2 separate regions of the Anser cygnoides genome follow, and region 1 is linked to region 2. The links are chromatin contacts, called in public Hi-C maps. All regions are on one chromosome and are shown on one strand. The core of a region is the stretch at or near the end of the contact, and the rest is flanking DNA. Distances in the headings are between cores, read along the strand shown.

Region 1 (2,805 bases), core at 132-2,631, 89 kb before region 2:
CGCCTGTGCTGAGTTGGTGTCCCCCACCATGGCCCGCGAGGACCGGACCACGTTGTAGCCCTCCCACACCTGCGGGACAGGGGACGCCTGAGCACCACAGCCCCGGAGAGGCCGGGGGGGGGGGAGGGCTGGCTCCTCACCATGGCCACCAGCGGCCCCGAGGTCATGTAGGAGAGGAGCGCGGGGTAGAAGGGCTTCTGCCGCAGCTGCTGGTAGTGCTTGTCCAGGAGGCCCCGGTCCGCCTGATGGCACCGCGGGGTGACGGCGGGGACACCCGGTGGGTGCCCGCGTTCATCCCCGTGGCGCGGGGTCCCCCGGGGGGCTGCAGCGTAGGGACGGGTACCTGGAGCAGCTTCATGGCCACCAGCTTGAACCCGCGCCGCTCGAAGCGCCGGATGACGTCGCCCACCAGCCGCCGCTGCACCGCGTCCGGCTTCACCAGCACCAGCGTCTGCTCCCGCAGCTCCGGGGGGGCTACGGGGGGCGCGGGGACACTGAACCACGGCCACCCGGCTGCTCCTGCAAACCCAGCCCCGTCCGCGTCTCCGTCCCCAGCACCATCCCCTTTCCCATCCCTGTCACCGTGGGCTCTGCGATGTCCCCCCCACCAGCAGTGCCTGGGCCCCCGCTGGCTGGATGCGGCCGCGGGCCCAAGGGAGGCGCAGCGATGCCGTGAGGAGCGCAGGGGACGCGTCCGGCAGCGCTTGATCCCAGCGTGGGACGGGCTCGCCCTGGTTTCGGCTGGTGGCAGGGCCTGGCCCGGCTGTCACTGCCACCCGCAGCCCCTGCCGGAGCCACGCAGCAGGGGAAGGCGCAGGCAGGAGCAGAGCGAGGAGGGCACAAGTCCCCAGGGGCACCGAGCATCCCGGCGCAGCGAGGCAGGAGCCAGGAAAGGGGATGCGAATCCAAGCAAGGGCGTTCCAGCGCCAGCCCCGGGGTTAGGGGGGGACGCTCCGTGCCTGTCCCCCCAGGGCAGAGCAGGACAGCCCCGACCTGGCCCTGGGGACACCGAACCCCGGGGTGGCACCGGGGGAGCCGCCGCCGGCCCCGGCCTCAGCGTCCGGGGGTCGGGGTCAGGAGCCCCCAGCACCGACCCGGGGGCACCGGGAGGGGACGGGCAGCGGGGCCGGGGATGGGGACAGGGTCCCCGGGGCAGGGTGGGGAAGGGACGGAGGGAAGGCCGGGGCTGGGGGCCCTGGGGCAGGCCGGGGCCGGGTCTCACCGGAGCCGTAGCGGCGGGGCGGCCCGAGGGGGCGGCCGAGGCCGGGCTGCCGCCGCAGCAGGCCCCGGGCCAGGCAGCGCCCCAGGGAGCCCATGGCCGGGGCGGGCGGCTCGGAGTCGGCCTCGGCCGCCCGGGTGGAGGCTTTAAACGCCCGGCCGGGGCCGGCTCGGCCCTCCCGGCCCTCCCCTTAAAGAGGCCGCAGGGGGGGGCCCGGCCCGGGCTCAGCAAAGCTGCCACGGGATGGGGCAGGGCCTCCCCCCAGGCAAACAGGGCGATGGCCAGCGCTCGCCCAACAGCACCTTCGCTGACCAGAAGCTGCTGCCAGCCCTGCAAAGAGGGGTTTTGGGGGGGGGAAGCCTGCTCCCCGGCACCTACCTGGCACAGAGGGTGATGGTACAGAGGAAGGAGGTGCTTTGGGTAAGGTTAACGCAGATACACGCAGACATTTACTGGGATATTTACTCAGTGAGTGCCCAACACCCAGGGCCAGGTGCTCCCCTGCCACCCCACGTAGCCCAGTGCGTTGGTGTCCTCCTGCTCCTCACCCTGGGGAAGGGGGGCAATGAGGCATCGCACCCGGCTGCCAACCCCACGGCCCGCTGCCTTTGGGACACACGGGGACAGCAGCAGCTCCTCAGCACCTGGGTGAGCCAGGGCCAGCTGTAGTGGAGCGGGGGGACAGGGGATCCACCGCCCACTGCCCCCACGCTGGGGAAGAGCCCAGGAACTTCAACCCCAGGGCACTGCTAGAGGCAAGGCAGGGGGCATTTTTGCCTTTGTCTATGGACCTGGGTGGAAGTTAGACTAAGCACTGAAGGTGACCAGCAAAGGAGAATCAGTTTTTAGTGCAGCGGCTCGCAGGTTCCAACCTGGGCTTTGGCCCCCTTCCAGCTGCTGCCCTTGATCAGTTGCCCAGCCAGGGAAAAACACGCACTTTCACCCTCTGTCAGCAAACAGCCACGATCAACCAAAGGTTTTGCAAGAAAGAATCACCAGCCCAGAGCACCGTGCTGGGAGCGAAGCCCCGGCTGCCCCTTCCCGCCCCAGCCCCAGCTTGCAGCAGGGACCTACAGGGACTGCAGGAACACCTGAACCCAGACAGCTCCAGCAGGACAGACAGAATCCGCATCCGTGCCCTCCCCCCCATTTCTCCACAAGAGGGCTTTCAGTAGCAGTGAGAGGATGCAAGAGACCTCTCTGGTACTGTAGCAGGACTGCAGTCCCCACGTTAACCTCACCGGGCTGCTCTTCACACCCCCCTGAGGACCTCCACAGACAGTTCACAGGCCCCAGGTACAGGGCCTGGGGGCACACAGCCCCAAGGGGGTGGGACTCTGGTTCACCTGCATCTTTCCAACCGCTCACTGCCGGGTACAAAGCCCACAAACAAACCAGTCCCAGTGCAGGCAGCCTGGACACACGTCTCTAACTGTACACAGGTTATCCAAACATCATCTCCCAACAGCGAACGTGTGCATTGCAAAATGTTTTTTAACAAAACTAAAGGAACTGTGGAGCGAGTGCTCCCTATGCTTCATCTCCCCCCCCCGAGACCTTCCGGCTGCCCACACGCAGCCATCTCA
Region 2 (2,835 bases), core at 270-2,769:
GCTGTTTGAACACAGCACTCCTTGACTGCTCTGTTCTCTGGAGAGATTCCAGCCCTGTCCAGATGCGGGGACAGCTGAGACCATGTCACAGAGGCCCACTGGAAATTCCAGCCCCTAATGGTGACACCAACAAAAAGTGGCTCTGTCACTTCCAGATGTGTGGTCTGTGTGTGCTGAGATAAGCTTGTGTGGGGAGCAGGCATCTGCAGGGACACTGCATGAGGATAAGGCACTTCCAAAGCGTGAATTCATCTGTTCCTAAGGTCAATGTTTCAACTAGGGCAGATGAAACGCGCTATAAAAATGCTTGCTTCTCTCAGCAGCTACAGGAGGAGGCAAGACAACTAGCCCAGACACAGATTTCAGCACTGAAACAGTCCGCATTTGGAAATCTGAATTCTCATCCCATTGCCTAGTCCCAAATCACACAGGGAGCAAGTATGAAATTCCTTTTCACTTCCATGGCTTGACTCCACCAGTGAACAATACAGCTATGCTCAAACCGTAAGGATTTGAAATCCACGTTCACTTAACCCTCTTGAACTTTGCCTGATATCATGTTGATGCTCATTAGCTTTGACCTGGAAAGCCTAGCTGACATTTCATAAACTCATTAGCACGAGATCAGAGGATCAAACATGGTTTCTAGGGACATCCTTTGAGTTACAATCACTCCCCAGTGAGCTTGCTCCTCAGATCTTGCTCTGTGATTTCTAAACCCACCCTGAACTATGGAGCAAAAGGCCCCTTTGAAAATAAACACCACTTGCTGCTGTGCTTCTTGCAACCCACTCTGGGAAGTGCTGCAGCCACCACTGTCCCATGGCTAGACATGTGGTCTAAGCTCTGAACTGCTGTGAATAGCCCCTGCTTCCAGCAATGCCAGAGGGATTTGATTCAGCGGCCCAGACTGCTAAAAGCAGGGAAAAGGGCTGAGCGTATTTGCTTTTTATCTTATCTATCACAGAAAGTACTATAAACCTCGTTCTGATAGGCTGATTCTCCATGGCCGTGAAGCAGAAAGGATTTTGTGTCAGCCAGAGATATGCAATGTCCTTTTCAAAGCAAATCAGAAGCCAGCCTGGACTGGCTGCCCTGTCACATTACTTGGCAACAGACGGGCACCCTGGCAGCAGTACGCGCTGTGCTATGACAGCCTTGCAGCTATCGCAGAGTTGTGCAGGCAGACCTTCCAGGCACTGCAGCACATACAATCCCAGCTAAACCAAGGGAGAAGCTCGCTGCGCCTTAGAGAAAGCTGCTGAAAACAGCAGCTGTGAGACTTTTGGGAAGTTTGGGGTAGTCTTGCTTGTGTTACAGGCAGGAACGCAGACTTCAAAGAGGGTTCTGTGTCTTTTAAGGTTCAATCCTTGGAGCACTGGTACTGAAGGCAGCAGCTCTGCAACATTATAGGAAGTTACAAACACATCTAACTCTCTTAGATGAGACCAAAAGGGATCCACAGGAGAGGCTTGCCTACTTGCTACCCTTTCTCATTCTCCCAAATTCTTTTTCTACCTCCTAGTCCTAACTCTTCAGGTACTGCCTTCTGTATTTGTTTCATACTAACCTTTGATGATTACAGACAGAATTTTAAAGATATTTGTTTGGTTTATTTCCATTAAGTGCTCAAATGTCTTTAAAAACTGGGAACTTAGTGCTTCCTTTCTCGGGGGGAACTACTGAGAGAAGACTCAGCCAGCCCATCCGTGGAATGGCTAATGGTTTAGTTTCTCATTTTCCATTTGGATTTGGGCTTCTGAAACATGACTTCTAGAACACAGGACACGTGACAGCTTGGCAGTAGGGCTGAAGGAACATTTTCTGTCTTATTTTTGATGAAATATCACAGATACCTTACTAAGTGTTGATTCTTCATAAAAAAAGTAACTGGCATCTACAGAAAATATTGAATCTTTATCAAAATCTCCAAATATTTTGATTCAAAGTAGTGCTACTGGTGTAATGTGGAAGACAGTTTGACAGGCTTTTGGTCCTACCTGCCATCATGCACTGAGCTCTCAGTACAAGCCAAGGCTTGGGGCTGTCATGAAGCAACATTTATGTCTCACACAAGTTGACATCTTCTTTTAAAATTCAGTCGATTTGGACAAGTTTCATTCACCACAGGAGCACAAAAGAACATATATTTCTATTATAAACTACTTGCCTGTTTCTCATTTTGGGGATAAAGGAGATGCTGTGCAGTGTCCAGTAGCGACTGCTTCTGCCAACAGACACTGGGGGTAAAGAAAAAGAGAAACCAGTGTTACTTCGCCATCTAAGCTGTCGGAGACTGCTGATGACCTAGCTTTAAGGAGAGCTATGCTTAGTGCCAGCAGCTCTGGCCATGTGCATCTGTTACTGAACTTCTTTACACAGACAAATCCTGGGTTTTACAAAGCTTTGTATAAATGGATTTGGATTCTTAAAATATAAGCCTCCAAACAAACAGTAATGACCTGTTGCATAATGGGGTCTCTAGGGCAGTGGGAAATGCACATACATCTAGATATTTAAGGTCTCTGCAACGGCGTTTTTCTCAACTAATATAATCTCTGTGTTTTTCCAAAAACCTAGGACTTTCTAACCTGCCTTTGACAACAGGTCTGCTTCACTAGACCTTGTTTTGCTTGGTCTCCCTCAAGCCACATGAGTTGACCACAAGACACAGGCAAGAGAGATTTAAAGGCAAGATACAAATTTCAAAATTGCCTTTTTAACTAACTCCATGCACAGGCAGAGTCTTCAGCTTCTGGAACCACTCGCTACTGCCATATCCAGGTATTGTGCTTGGCAACAGTTTTCCCTTCAGTGGTTTTCAACAGCTCCAGG

What was found. A called contact is a pair of places that touch in the nucleus more often than the background predicts.
Region 1: a contact with region 2 is called in a Hi-C map of liver, with 2.3 times the contacts expected there. The contact joins the promoter of LOC125182346 here to the enhancer-like site in region 2. A contact is called at or near these places in 2 of 7 Hi-C or Micro-C datasets (both in liver).

What each region holds. Positions count from the first base shown.
Region 1 is chr15:12,393,499-12,396,303 of Taihu_goose_T2T_genome, reverse strand. LOC125182346 (nucleoside diphosphate kinase, mitochondrial) reads right to left here and starts at 1,381. Exons shown (of 5, transcript XM_048060142.2): 1 at 1,223-1,381; 2 at 344-474; 3 at 141-242; 4 at 1-69. The coding sequence starts at 1,316.
Region 2 is chr15:12,304,840-12,307,674 of Taihu_goose_T2T_genome, reverse strand. It overlaps DNAAF8 (dynein axonemal assembly factor 8), which reads right to left. Exons shown (of 33, transcript XR_010825194.1): 30 at 2,171-2,240. Among named protein-coding and RNA genes, the nearest start is that of SBK1, 26 kb to the left of the region's middle. Within about 2 kb of position 1,519, at least 2 of the 3 cell types and tissues checked have open chromatin away from gene starts, as enhancers often do. A contact at or near this core is called in liver, where this site is marked.